Regions from separate parts of the Zea mays genome. Here region 1 is linked to region 2. Evidence: chromatin contacts called from public Hi-C data. All regions are on one chromosome and are shown on one strand. The core of a region is the stretch at or near the end of the contact, and the rest is flanking DNA. Distances in the headings are between cores, read along the strand shown. Region 1 has its middle 28 kb from the start of LOC103653654. Region 2 has its middle 76 kb from the start of LOC100279116.

Region 1 (7,150 bases), core at 2,521-5,020, 170 kb after region 2:
AAAGCAACATGCCCTCTACAATCTTGCCATCTGATGTTGCCCCAAAAAGCCACTGCATCTGGTTTGAAATTGGGCTTGAAGTTCAGGGCAAGAATCTGTTAGTCTGATATTCAGACAGAACCAGACTGACAGTCCAACTTGGGTTGAGATTTTCTCTATTTTTTTCATAAGGACATGGCTTGAACCCTTAAACAAAGTTGTTCTCCTATGATTGGGCTATCAACTTGATGTGGTGACCTAGGGCAAAAACCCTATGCTTTGAAAGTTACAAAGCCCTAAAGTGGAGCCTTTAACACTGAATTTCAGACTTAGTGTAGAACTCAAATGAGGTCCATTTTGCACTTAAGTCCAAATCTCAGGGTTTGGCTTGTAAATTCACATATTTGTGAACCAATTGGCTTTAGATGCTTAAACATAGTAGTTTTTACATTTTAGTCCAAAGGTTCATCACTTTTGCACATAAGCCCCTAGGGTTTGGACTTAGGGTTTTCCAGGGTTCCAATTAGGGTTTCTGGTATCCCAGGGGTACAAAAGTGATTCAAGTTTATTCTTAGGGTCATTTTATGACTTTTACCCTAAAGTATTTAGGTTTTCTTAACTTGGGTTAAGTTTTACCCCTTTAACCACTATTTAAGGTTAAGTCCTTTACCTAGGGTTTCATTTGCAAAACACTTAAAACAATACAACTTGTTTGAAATTTTTGCCTAGTGAATGCACTCTAGGTGTGTCAAACATATGCAATGCCAATGCTTATGATGTCATGCTCAAGTTTTAGTAATAGTAACACCAGGGGTGTTACAAACAGTGTTTGCAATAGCTAGTAGATTTAGTTCGTTTATTTGAATTTCTTCGGAAAATTCAGATTTGAACTGCAGGTCACTCGAAACTTGGAAACCGTGCATGTAAAAATGATATCCATGCTACTTAGCACAAGTTACGATCGATTTCATGAGCGGAGCGGAAACTTCGAGCACCATGCTCACTCAACATGTCCGTGAACTTGCCATCCAGGTGTTTAAAAATTGTATAAAACACAAACAAAGTCATAAAATCATAAAACCTGTCAACGTGTCATGATATCATATGTAGAGGTTGTGATAAAAAATTGAGAATGTTTGGAGAAAGTTGTGAGACAGTATGTGTAGAAACCTAAGAGAACTACACATGAAATCATGGAGTTTCAATGTGGATCTCTTAGGTTTGTACACATAGTGCGTCACAGCTTTCTCGAAACTTTTTCAAATTTTTATCACAGCCTCTACATATGATATCATGACACATGGACACGTTTCATGATTTTCTGACTTTGTTTGTGTTTTATACAATTTTTAAACATCTGGATGACAAGTTCACGGCCATGTTGAGTGAGCATGGTGCTCGAAGTTTCCGGTCCGCTCCTAAAATCGGTCGTAACTTGTGCTAAGTAGCATGGATATCATTTTTGCATGCACGATTTTCTAAGTTTCGAGTGACCTGCAGTTCAAATCTGAATTTTCCGAAGAAATTCAAATAAACGAACTAAATCTACTAGCTATTGCAAACACTGTTATATTTGTCCCAAAATGGTACATGTAGGTCTACATAGTGTAGTAACATTCCACAAAAAGTTTGGTGGCCAAAATGTAAAAAACAAAAATATGGTTTGCCGAGTGTCTATACAAGACACTCGGTAAAGAGTTCTTTGCCGAGTGCCAGCCCTCGGCTCTCGGCAAAGGCTGACGGTCGTCAGCTTTAGGACGGCCGCTGACGGCCCTTTGCCGAGCACCTTATTTGCCGAGTGTTTGACACTCGGCAAACAAGTCTTTGCCGAGTGTGGTCCTGTGCCGAGTGTCCTGCACTCGGTAAACTAGCTCGTTACTGAGAGTCGTACTTTGCCGAGTGTGGCTCTCGGCAAAGTCTTCTTTGCCGAGTGCCCGATAAAAAGCACTCGGCAAAGACGCCGGCACTCAGCAAAGGGCCGGATTCCGGTAGTGAATTGAGTTTCCAAAATTTTATAGTTATTTGCAAATACTAAATTTTAGGTATTTAATTAATATTAGAAAAACTGAAATTCATATTCAACGCTCGAAAAAACATTCCGAAGATTTTAAAAACTTTTGGGAACATCCTCGAGATATTTTAATCTGTTACGATAATATTTTGCACTCATAAACACTATGCATCGACATGAATGCAACAGTCAAAGTTCCTCTAAGATTTTTATTTTAAGGCTTACACCTAGACATAAAAACAAAATAACTCTTCACTATTTAGGAAAAAGAAAAGAAAAGCAAGGAAAAGAGAGGGTAACACATGAATTTGGTGAATATTAGAAAAAAAATTTATACCCCCAAATTCAGGGTGTTACAGTTTCTTAAGTATAATATATGTACAGGAACCTTCGGACATGGGATGAAGCGGTTCGAGAGAAGGATGAATCAGTGCCGAAGCTACCCGTGAAGAAGCTTCGGCTTAACGATGGAAAATAAAACCGACTTAAAGGGAAAAAGGTTGTCTAGTCCTCGATAGATTTCTCTAAGTCAATAGTAAATGTCGAGGGCATGAATGTAATTCTACACAGGCTACGTCTTGTGCCTATAAATAGATGAACAGTGACACCGTACTGTTCATGCTGACTTGTATTCACTCGCACGTCATTTTTGAATTTTTACCTTATGTCAAGCCAAAGATATAAATAAAATTTAATATTGTTCATATTTATTCGTGATAAGATAAGAAAAATGCTCTAATGATGTCATGTAATTATCCATGTTATTTTCTATTTTTCATATACTTCTACTTACTTAATTACATATTGAGATGATGAAGGTACGCCATTCATAACCTTCGTCTGAAGATCAATATATCCTAAGGGAGATAATGCTTCAAAGGACGAAGATCTTTAATCATTAACATTTTGTGTTGCCTTGTTCTTAACTCATAGCATTTGAGAACAAGTCCCTAACACTTAGCTTTAACCTCTATTGTTGATCAGTCTTACACATCATATGAACTCCCACACCTTTGGTGAGTTCATGCACATTATTTTCCACAACTTGTTGAGCGATGAACGGGTGTGAGCTCACCCTTGTTGCATCACACCCCAGCAGAAAAACAGGTGGTTCAAGAGGAGTCACACAACGAGGAGTTCAACTTAATCTAGGTGGCGTCTCCCAGTCGACTTTGTGGCGCCAAGGATGGACTTTAGTTCGTTTTATATTTATCTTTTATTTTGTAAGACTTCCGCTATGTAATAAGTACTCTGATTTTATTGTGACATTTATCTCTATACATTCTGTTATTGTATGTGTTGTTTTTTTGGCGTATATATGAGATGTATCCGGGCATCCGACTTTATCCCTTAAATCTGGGTGTGACAGGTTGTTCCTGGCCATACACCAAAGTCGCTATTGGAGCAATATATTTTTCACATGTTCTTTTGGTAGTGCTAGCAGATGAAGTGGTCAACCACACATAGCGTCATGGATATATACATATTAAAATGTGCTAGTTGTTTGTGATTTTGACATGAGGTTCATCTTTGCAGTTGCTGCTTGGTCGGTTCTACATATGGTATAGGTACCCTCAATCATGCATTGGCAAATTTTCCTATATTTTTTAGCAACATCATTCTTGCTTATCTAACGTAACGTTGCATTGTTTGATTTTGGTTGTAATGGTCAGGATCGCAGTCCAGATGTGGGCTTTTGTATGGAGTAGAGCGGTACATCGTCTGCTCTTGGGGCCTCTGGAAAAAGAACAATGGAGCTATCTAGCCTCGACGGCCTGCTGGACCTGCTGAGCGGGCCTGGACTGCTTGTGCATGCTTTCGGGCCCGCATGTCCGTCACTCGGTCAGTCTCGCTGGCACTGAAATGGAGCGACGCGCGTGGCCTGCCGCATGCGCGCACATTTGTTTATATCATGACGAGTTGACGATGTATATAGATCGATGAGTGGTTTGTTAGTTGCGTCAAAGCTTGAACCACCGTTACTACAATACTTTTTCTCCCATAAAGCACCTCGACAACTTGAACATGAAGTTGTGATTATTTGCACCAAGTTGGGTTTAAATATGTCATGCATGCATATGATAATGAGTTCTTGTGTCGCGCATATATATATATATATATATATATATATATATATATATATATATATATATATATATATATATATATATATATATATATATATATATATATATATATATATATATATATATATATATATATATATATATATATATATATATATTGTCGGCGTTTCGAGACCGGGGGTCCCTAAGCCGACGAGTGAATGTCGCCGCGTGTCCCAGCCCAGATGGGTTGACGCGAGGCCGAGCGCGAAGGGGAAGTGAGGTGGCCGGAGACGGGCGTGAGAGAGGTGGAAATTCCGCGGCCTTCGTGTTCGTCCCGCGCCCAGATCGGGTGCGCTTGCAGTAGGGGGTTACAAACGTCCACGCGGGAGAGGGAGCGAGCGGCTTCAAACGAGCGCCTGTCTCGTCCTCGTTCCCGCGCGGCCCACCCTCTCTAAGAGGGCCCTGGTCCTTCCTTTTATAGGCGTAAGGAGAGGATCCAGGTGTACAATGGGGGGTGTAGCAGAGTGCTACGTGTCTAGCGGAGGAGAGCTAGCGCCCTAAGTACATGCCGTTGTGGCAGCCGGAGAGATTTTGGCACCCAGCTGGTGTGATGTCGTGGCCGTCGGAGGAGTGCCGGAGCCTGGCGGAGGGACAGCTGTCGGAGCTGTTGAGTCCTTGCTGACGTCCTCTTGCTTTCGTAAGGGGGCTGAGAGCCGCCGTCGTCACAGAGTATGCGGGGCGCCATCATTGCCTATCTGGCGGAGCGAGCCAGATGAGACGCCGGTCTTGTTCCCGTGGCCCGAGTCAGCTCGGGGTAGGGTGATGATGGCGCCTCCTATTGACGTGGCTGGTCTGCGCCCTAGGTTGGGTGATGTGTAAGCTCCTCCGAAGCCGAGGTCGAGTCTGTCTTCCGTGGCCGAGGTCGAGTCCGAGCCCCTGGGTCGGGCGAGGCGGAGACCGACGGCTGAGGCCAGGGCGGAGTCCGAGCCCCGGGGGTCGGGCGAAGCGGAGTTCGTCGTCTTCTGGGGCTGAGCCCAAGTCCGAGCCCTGGGTCGAGCAGAGCGGAGTTCGCCGTCTTCTGGGACTTAGCCCGAGTCCGAGCCCTGGGTCGGGCGGAGCGGGGTTCGCCGTCTTCCGGGGCTTAGCCCGAGTCCGAGCCCTGGGTCGGGCGGAGCGGAGTTCACCGTCTTCCGGGGCTTAGCCCGAGTCCGAGCCCTGGGTCGGGCGGAGCGGAGTTCTCCGTCTTCCGGGGCTTAGCCCGAGTCCGAGCCCTGGGTCGGGCGGAGCGGAGTTCGCCGTCTTCCGGGGCTTAGCCCGAGTCCGAGCCCTGGGTCGAGCGGAGCGGAGTTCGCCGTCTTCCGGGGCTTAGCCCGAGTCCGAGCCCTGGGTCGGGCGGAGCGGAGTTCGCCGTCTTCCGGGGCTTAGCCCAAGTCCGAGCCCTAGGTCGGGCGGAGCGGAGCTTCCTATGGTGCCTGCGGCCGGGCCTGACTGCCTGTCAGCCTCACTCTGTCAAGTGGCACCGCAGTCGGAGCGGCGCAGGCGGCGCTGTCTTTTTGTCAGGCTGGCCAGTGGAGCGGCGAAGTGACGGCGGTCACTTCGGCTCTGTCGGCTGAAGGGCGCGCGTCAGGATAAAGGTGTCAGGCCACCTTTGCATTAAATGCTTCTGCGAGTTGGTCGGTCGGTGCGGCGATTTGGTCAGGGTTGCTTCTTGGCGAAGACAGGGCCTCGGGCGAGCCGGAAATATGTTCGCCGCTGGAGGGGGGCCTCGGGCGAGACGGAGATCCTTCGGGGTCGGCTGCCCTTGTCCGAGGCTAGGCTCGGGCGAGGCGTGATCGAGTCCCTCAAATGGACTGATCCCTGACTTAATCGCACCCATCAAGCCTTTGCAGCTTTATGCTGATGGGGGTTACCAGCTGAGAATTAGGAGCCTTGAGGGTACCCCTAATTATGGTCCCCGACAGTAGCCCCCGAGCCTCGAAGGGAGTGTTAGCACTCGCTTGGAGGCTTTCGTCGCACTTTTTTGCAAGGGGACGAGCCTTTCTCGGTTGCGTTTTGTTCCGGTGGGTGCGCGCGAGCGCACCCGCCGGGTGTAGCCCCCGAGGCCTCGGAGGAGTGGTTTGACTCCTCCGAGGTCTTAATGCCTCGCGTAATGCTTCGGCTGGTCTGGTCATTCCCTCATGCGAGCTGGCCGTAGCCCGGGTGTACGGTCGGGTCCTAAGTTCTCAGGCTGGTATGTTGACGCTGTCAACGGTTCGGCCGGAGCCGGGTTTGCGAGAGCAGCCCCCGAGCCTCCGCACAGGGCGAGAGGGCGATCAGGGACAGACTCGACTTTTTTACATACGCCCCTTCGTCGCCTTTCCGCAAGGAGGAGGGGGGGAAAGCGCCATGTTGCCCTCGGTGGGCGCCGAACATGGTGTCTCCGGTGAGCTGCAGGCGGGTAATCCGAGTGGACGTCCGTGCCCCATTCGTTAGGGGTCGGCTAGAGGCCCAGAGGCACGCCCAAAAGTACCTGCGGGTGATCTGCCGGACCCGGTCCCCTGGCGACGGGGTCCGAGGGCTCGATGCCTCCCTCCGATGGGATTCCGTTACAAGATCGTTCTCGCTGGTCTCGGAAATGTCCTAGGGTACCTCGGGAGCGCAGCCCGAGCCTTGGTTATGTATCGAACGTACCCATGGTCATCCCTCGCTCTGTGTCTGAGGCGGCTGTGAACCCTTCGGGGGCCAGCCTTCGAACCCCTGATCAGTAGTGGGCGCGGAGCCCGAGTAGCCTGAGGCGGCCGTTGAACCCTTCCGAGGGGCCGGCCTTCGAACCTCTGACCAGTAGTGGGTGTGGAGCCCACGCGCTCTGAGGCGGCTGTTGAACCCTTCCGAGGGGCCAGCCTTCGAACCTCTTATCAGTAGGGAGGCTCGGAGCCTGGTTCCTTCACGGGGAAGGATCCTTTTCGGGGTATCCCCCTTTCCCGGTCCCTGTTGCAAGAGAGAGAAAGAGGAAAAAAGGAAAAGGATACGAAATCGAACGACGCGGCGTACCTTTTCTGACGCGGTCATTATGGCGAAGGCGAAGCGTCGCCCGCTTCTCCTGCCAGGGGCG
Region 2 (7,327 bases), core at 1,429-3,928:
AGAACACACTAGTAGCTTCAGAACGATCATGCATAAGATAGATCCAGAAAAATTTACTGAAATAATCAATGAAGCTAATATAGTATTTATAACCACCAACAGATGTTGGAGCGGGACCTCAAACATCTGAGAAAAGAAGTTCTAAAGGACAAGTAGAGCGATGAATAGAAGAATTATAAGGTAATTGATGACTCTTGGCAAGTTGACACGCATTACAAATTACGGACTCTAACTGTTTGGTACAAGTAATTTTATTAAGATGTAAAATAGAGTGGACAACTTGACTAGATGGGTGCCCCAACCGTGCATACCAGTCATCGCGACTGATTGGTCGACTTATGAGTGCATGCTTGAGGATCTGTTGATCAGAAAATGGGATTGGGTAGAGCCCGCCTTTACACCGCCCTTCCAGGAGTCTTCTCCTTGTCCGACGATCCTTAATTGAAAAATAGGACGGATGGAATTCAAAAAACACATCGTTTTCACGTGAAAATTTTTGGACGGAAAGAAGATTTTTGAGATATCTGGGACATGCAAAATGTTACGTAGTGCAAGTGGGCGATGATCGGAATTAATTGTAGAATGACCAGTGTGTAAAATCTGCAAACCTGCACCATTGCCGACCTGGACTTGCTCACCACCGTGATAGCGTTCACGCAGCGCCAGTCGGTCAAGATCGCTGGTGATGTGATCTGTGGCACCTGTGTCGACATACCAGTTTGGATCAATTGTGTACGAGGAGGTGTGCGCCACAGCCGTCGATGGAGGATCAGTGTTGTAGCTGTCGTCGTTTTTGTGCCAGCAACGAATGGCTGTATGTGGGCAGGGAAGAAGAAGTATCGGTCATGGTGATCTGGGGAGAGAAAGACATAAGAGAAGATGTGATGGATGAGTTTGGCGTCTACTGGATCAATGGTTCCAATACCATGTTGAATGGCGCAAGGCACATCTACCCCCATGGGGCTGTGCATGTATTTATAGATCAAAAGATACATGCAGATATGTACAAGCAAGGCAACAACCTGCCGAGAATGGAGGCGCAGCTCCAGCCAAAAATAATGGGATATGCTAACAGAATAACAAGGTATCCTAACAAGAATCACCTCTTACCCTATATTTTCAGTTTTTTTTGTCATTCATGTTACAAGTTCGTCACACATTTTTTATAAAATATATAAGTGACAGCTTTTCTACAAAATATATAAGTGACAGCTGTTTCAACCAAATAAATGTTAGTTTTTTCACAATTGTGAGCTCACAATAGGTTCCTCAAAACTACAATCAGATTTTAAAAATCTATAGCTGAACCAAATAGATCCATGCATATACTCTCCTCATTCTAATTTATAACCTTTGTTACAAAGTTTAACCGGCTTGTCATTATTCAAATTGTGCTTGGCTGCCGGTGGCTCAGCTCCTTGGCTGGGACTTGGGTGCAGGGCGCTGCTTGTTTCTTCATCTACGGCCGGAGCGAGTTGCACCGGCTTAATTAGTGCGACCGGTCGGCGCATCCAGACGCTGTACCGCGCGGGGCAGGAGTGTGGTTGGTAGGTGAAACATGGGAGCAGACCTGCTTGTTTCTTCACCTAATTGCTTACTGCTACACCACAAGCGCGCATTATCTAGACCAAAGTTGCCGTCTCTCCAACAAAAGGTTGATGCAGACACTAGCAAGCCCTGAAATCCGTACGTTCTCCGACAGACGTGAATTTGTAACAACCCCTGAATTCATCCCATCCCATTTCATTCCAGCAAGTCATATACATGCATATATGATCATGCCGGATTGCGTCCGCGTATAGGCATATAGCCAAACCTGGCCAGCAGCCAGCGAACACAGCACCCATGCAAAAGAGACGATCAATGCAAGGGCCGGGAACCAGACACCAACACCACCCTATGCTTCTGCCCGGTTTGTCAACGGCAAGCAACTGCGACATGGCCACGGGCTCCAATCTCTGGTGGTGGTAACGATCTGCCTGTCCCTTTCGGAATGGATGGATCGTGTCATGTCGTGTCCTTACGCGCCGAACCTTCACCAGCAGAACCATTGTGTGGCTGACTCCTTGGCGCCATGACTACTATTGGATCAGTGCACCGGTGCTGCCTCAAATTCAGACATGCATGCCTGCACCCCTTGTCGGTATTCCCTGAACGCGGCAGAGCGCTCCAAAGTAGTGGACCAAGACACGTATGAACTGGAAGTCTAGAGACGTGCAAGATATCCGGGTGTAAATGGTATGGATGTTATTGGTCTGTGTTCGAGTTCGATTCGTCTAGAAAAAAACTGGAATCCAATTCGTTTTCGAGTCTGGCTATTCTGTATCCGTATCCAGTTTATATCGGTATATTCAAAGTTGAATGTCAATTCTAATTTGTATCTGACACAACTCGATAATATTTGTATGTATCCTCGGATCTGAATCAAACGAGAAAATATCAAAACAAGTATGATACGAGCAACGCCACCACCGTGCGTCAGGCAGGCGACATGTTCCGTCTCCTTCTAATCGAAATTAGATACTGGACTTCTTGACCCATGGGCCGCGTCTCTTGGGCCTTCCGTGTCACGTGCTGCCAGCAGCCACTAGTTTTTTTCCCTTGTATGATATATATACAAAGAGTACTCGTCGGTGTCGTAGTCGTAGGTAGGGTATGCCGGACCCGGACATTTCGCTTTGCCTGTGCCCACTGGACTGGACTGAAGGGTGTTCAAAGTACAGAATCCAACTATACATGGGCCAGTGCAAACCGTACCAATCGACCTGTGATACCAGCCCATATCAAAACCGACCGGGTAAGCCAAGTCTGATGACTGATGAGTTTGTCTGGACAGTGGACACGGTTCCAAGTCACTACATCTTGGCCGGCGGGGCCTCTTTGGCACGTTTATTTCATAACTTTTTCACAAATTTAAGAAGAATCTGTACTAAAAATTAAACGTTTTCACAACAGTTTATGGGTTCAGTTTTCTCTCAGAAGAACCTAAAAACAGACAGTAAGAGAATAAGCATAATCTGTTTTTCACCGTTTTACATAAGTTGTTTTCCCAACAAATAAAACTTGTGCCTTGACTAGGGCTGGATATCGAGCTGGCTCGACTCGGCTCGGTTCGACTCGAGTTGGCTCGTTATGATAACGAGTTAGCTCGACTCGACTCGTTATGATAACGAGCTGGAGAACCTGCTGAGCTCGGCTCGTTTGGTAACTCGGTCTGACTCGATTAACTCGTGAGCCAGCTCATTATCAAAGTTACCATAAGCCATCCGGTTCTTGAGCTTTCATGGAGGCGAGCCGACGACCGACGATGTGCAAGTAGGCGCCGGACAGCCGAACAGGGCGAGGGCCGAGGGCGCCGTCGGGGAAGACGGGCAGACTGCGAAGAACATGAGCGCCGCGCGGAGGGCAGACGGGCGGAGGTCGGAGGGCACACGCCGCACACCGGCGCGGTGGCGCTGCAGCCTGCTCTGCTCGGCTGCTCCACGGACAACGGCGGTCGGCGGCTCTAGGAGTCTAGGGTTTAGATTTTGGGAGAGAGAGGGAGAGACCGAGAGGGCAGCTCGCAGGGAGAAGCCAGAAGAAGCGGCATGCGGTGCGGGCGGCGTGCGGCCAAGCCAGTGAGCCACCGAGAGGCTAATTGGACTTTGGTGTGGCTGGTTGTGTGGGCCGCCCGTATGGCTGGGCTGAAGAACGGCGTGTCCTATGTGGGCCGTATCGTGTGGCTGGGCTGCTCCATATGGGTGGGCTAGGCCATTGCAGATTTGCACAACTCGTTTGGCTCGCGAGTAACTCACGAGCCAGCTCGAGTTTGACTCGTTAAGAACCGAGTTAATTTGTTAGCTCAGCTCGTGACTCATTTTAAACGAATCGAGCCGAGTCGAGTCACTAATGAGTCGAGTCGAGCGAGTTACCGTGTCACGAGTTTTTTGTCCAGCCCTAGCCTTGACCGGGCTGAAGGTATGGTTGTGCAGGTCCAACTTAGCCTGCATCAGTGGCTTGGTGTTGCCACTACTCCCTTTGTCTCAGTGTATAAGGCGTAAACACTTCTGATTTAAAAACCAATAAATATATTTAATTTTTCTATGCTACTGTATCGATGTACGTATATATAGAGAAAAAGTAGTTATATCTAGAAAAAAGTAGTTATGTCTTATATTTTAGGACGGAGGGTGTACTATCTAATTGATTTTACAACCTTATTTTATCATCTATTTTATCAAAATGGATGGTGATAATATATCATCATTAGTATAGAATAAAAAATATCAAACAACAACCTAAGGGAAAAATATCGGTGAAAAAATCGTATTCTACTATCGACTTTTTGTCCAAACTAGCAGTAAAAATGATTTTCATCATTGGTGTTAAGCACTAGATTTGGCACCTGGACGGTCCGCATGATAGCCCAGATGGTCCATGATTAGATTGATTCAGGCTAGAATGTTTATCTCTTGCGCGATTATCTTAACAAACCTCGCTGGAAACTGTTGGAGATCGCCTAGGAACGGGTTCAGACCTTCCCCTATATATGTATATGAAGTGGTACGACCGATCGTATGCACTAGGAGTAGAAGTAATTTAGCCTTAGTCATAGTTTCTTAATCTCAATCTTCATCTCTCTTTGGCTCAACATCGTTTTGAGGTGTCTTGGGTGTCCTGTCGACCCCAAGACAATGCTAGGATCTCTCCTCTCGACGGGTCCCTACCGGGAAGTGAGATCTAGATTCTGCAGGAGATTCATGAAGCCCTTTATGCCCTCGTGGATGGTCAGCCGCCTACACGCGGACGATCCACATGCTTGCAGAGAAGTGTGGAGCTCCTTGTTTAGAGTCACGGACGATCCAGTGACCTATCGCGGACAGTCTACGCTCCCGTAAAGAAATTCCCAAGGTCTCGTTCCAAGCAAGCATGATCTAGGGATCATTAGTGTTTTGCCCAAAAAGGCGACAACACACTTTTTTGGCGACTCTACTGGGGACATTCCTTGATCTACTAAAATTGGCTTCCAATGGTTGGTTCCAATGATCATGCTGAGTTCTTCACCAACAACATTATCAAACCGACCCAAGAAGAGCTATCGACTAACGATCAACAGTGCTTCTAAAACATTATGAAGCAAGAAGAGGACATGCGACAATACACCCAAAGGCGTGAAAAGGTGAAGGAGAAATACTTATCACACTTCATGGTGGATCACCATCTAGAAGATTATTCGATAAGGAGAAATACTTATCACACTAGCAATCCCTCAGGGGGTGGGGCTAGTGTTGGAGCAAAGGCCAAACCCAACCTCAATTAGACTTACCTAGCTAGAGTTAACCATGTTTGAATGAAAGGACCAGAATGGTAGGAGACTTCGTTTCCTGTTAGCAAGGAGGTCCTCGACTACCCCCGCGCGAAGGCAACTGCGTGGAGGACTATGCAAGAAGTGGGGCTCCCCGTTTCTTGTGCCGCTACGGGTGAAGGCCCCCTTCACAGGACGAAGACAACTTCATGACGAAGATGCTTTTGGCGGTCTCCACAAGGCGAAGGGATCAACATCTAGGCGACGACCTTAAGCATCCTCCATTGTGTAATGGCCCCGTTGTGTGGAATATTCCAAGAATGTAGCAGGTAACCGGGGGCATAATGGTACATTAGTCTACCTACCCACCCCAGTTACCTATAAATACACCCTTTCTATACACGGATGGGACACACACAACAATACGCTACAATTCCCTGCCTAACATTTGGCCATGCTTCTGTGTCACCTATTTGCCACCTGTCACACTGCTCCCGATTGCTTGGGCCCACCGTTCTCAGTACCAACAGGGTCCCTTAGGGGAAGGGCGGTAGTACCACCTACATGGCTCGACTACCGCCAGGTGAACAAGTCTGAAAGGATCCTCCTCTTTATTTTATCACACTTTGATAGTCACTCTAAGGGGATTGAGGGGATCGGATCATCCTCGTTACAACAATACATCGACATCAATTTGGTAGGGCTCCCTCCGATGAAGCCGACAAGTATCACCTACATGGCTCTGCTTGTCACCCATGACCCATCCATGGATAGAAAAAACCTCTCGATTTGTATAACTAGCATGACAACCGAAAGATCCTTCTAAAGGCACATGGAAAGAACTCTTAGGGGCTGAACGACAAGTCGGTTTTCAATGGTACGATATTATAGTGTCCTAGGACTCGGTCCCCAAACAAAAAAACCATTCTATGGGTATAAGAATTGCTAAGTCTTAGGATTTTGCCCTTACCAAGAAAGACCCTTCCAAGGGCACACTTTAAGTTCCGCTCGAGAGGATAAAGTTGTTGAGACCCGGGCTCGGCTTCTATACAACAAGGTCCCTTCAAGGGCAATAAATTCCTAAATCTTTAATTTAGTCTGTTGAGTACCTCACATCATGGTATGCTTTTGAAGGATGAACTACCGATTTTTGGATCTATCCAAGCTTACTCTGGGCCCCCCTTAGATAAATGTCCCTTGAATCATCATGGTAACAGTCTAGTGATTCCTTACTAAATCTTAGGACTTGGGGGGGACCAGATTTTAGCCCACATAACTTGGCCAGACAAGGGAATGATATAGAAGTATTCTTAGTAGAGTTTCACTCACCCAGGCTGATAACTATGATGAGTAAGACTTGAGGGCTACATTCATAGGATGCACTAGCAGAGGTGCATACCTACAACATGCAAATGAGGGATTAAAGATTTTATGTAGTAGTCACACTATATAGATCTTCTAATTTATAGGAAGAGTTGTTTTATGTTTTTTATCAATGTTTACCAGACGCTCGCCTTCTTCGACTACAAAATTAAGGATGAGACGCCCAAGAGAACATGATCATAAGCAATCACCAACACATACACTACAAGAACTACATTCATTTTCGACGGCCAGGAGCTGCCAAAAAGAGGGCCCTTACCGCCGAAAATAAGATATTTTTGGCGGCTGCTGGCCGCCAAAAATAAGGTTTTATTTTCGGTGGCCGGCTCACAAGCCGTCGAAAGTAAGTAATTTCAGATAAAAAATATGAAGGAAAGGTAAAAAAACAGCAATTTCAACAACAATTTAATCACAATAATATGACAGAAACAATAATTCTAGAATTACACACATTTAACATAAAATATCACAATTCTTCACAAATACATCACAGTTCACCAAAATACCTCCAGAGTCCACAGTTCACAATTATTCACAAATACATCACATAGTCCATTACAATATAACACAAACTCAGAATTCATCACAAGAGTCAAACCATCACATATAGGGATCGTTTGAGTTGTGACCACTACCTCTAGAAGCGAACAAGTCGTTAAC

Evidence for each region. A called contact is a pair of places that touch in the nucleus more often than the background predicts.
Region 1: a Hi-C map of ear shows a contact between it and region 2, with 6 times the contacts expected there. The contact joins two enhancer-like sites. A contact is called at or near these places in 3 of 25 Hi-C or Micro-C datasets (ear, leaf and tassel).

What each region holds. Positions count from the first base shown.
Region 1 is chr4:126,413,996-126,421,145 of Zm-B73-REFERENCE-NAM-5.0, forward strand. No RefSeq gene overlaps it. Among protein-coding and RNA genes, the nearest start is that of LOC103653654, 28 kb to the right of the region's middle. Within about 2 kb of position 3,771, at least 15 of the 20 cell types and tissues checked have an H3K27ac peak or open chromatin away from gene starts, as enhancers often do. A contact at or near this core is called in ear, leaf and tassel, where this site is marked.
Region 2 is chr4:126,242,298-126,249,624 of Zm-B73-REFERENCE-NAM-5.0, forward strand. No RefSeq gene overlaps it. Among protein-coding and RNA genes, the nearest start is that of LOC100279116, 76 kb to the right of the region's middle. Within about 2 kb of position 2,679, at least 17 of the 20 cell types and tissues checked have an H3K27ac peak or open chromatin away from gene starts, as enhancers often do. A contact at or near this core is called in ear, leaf and tassel, where this site is marked.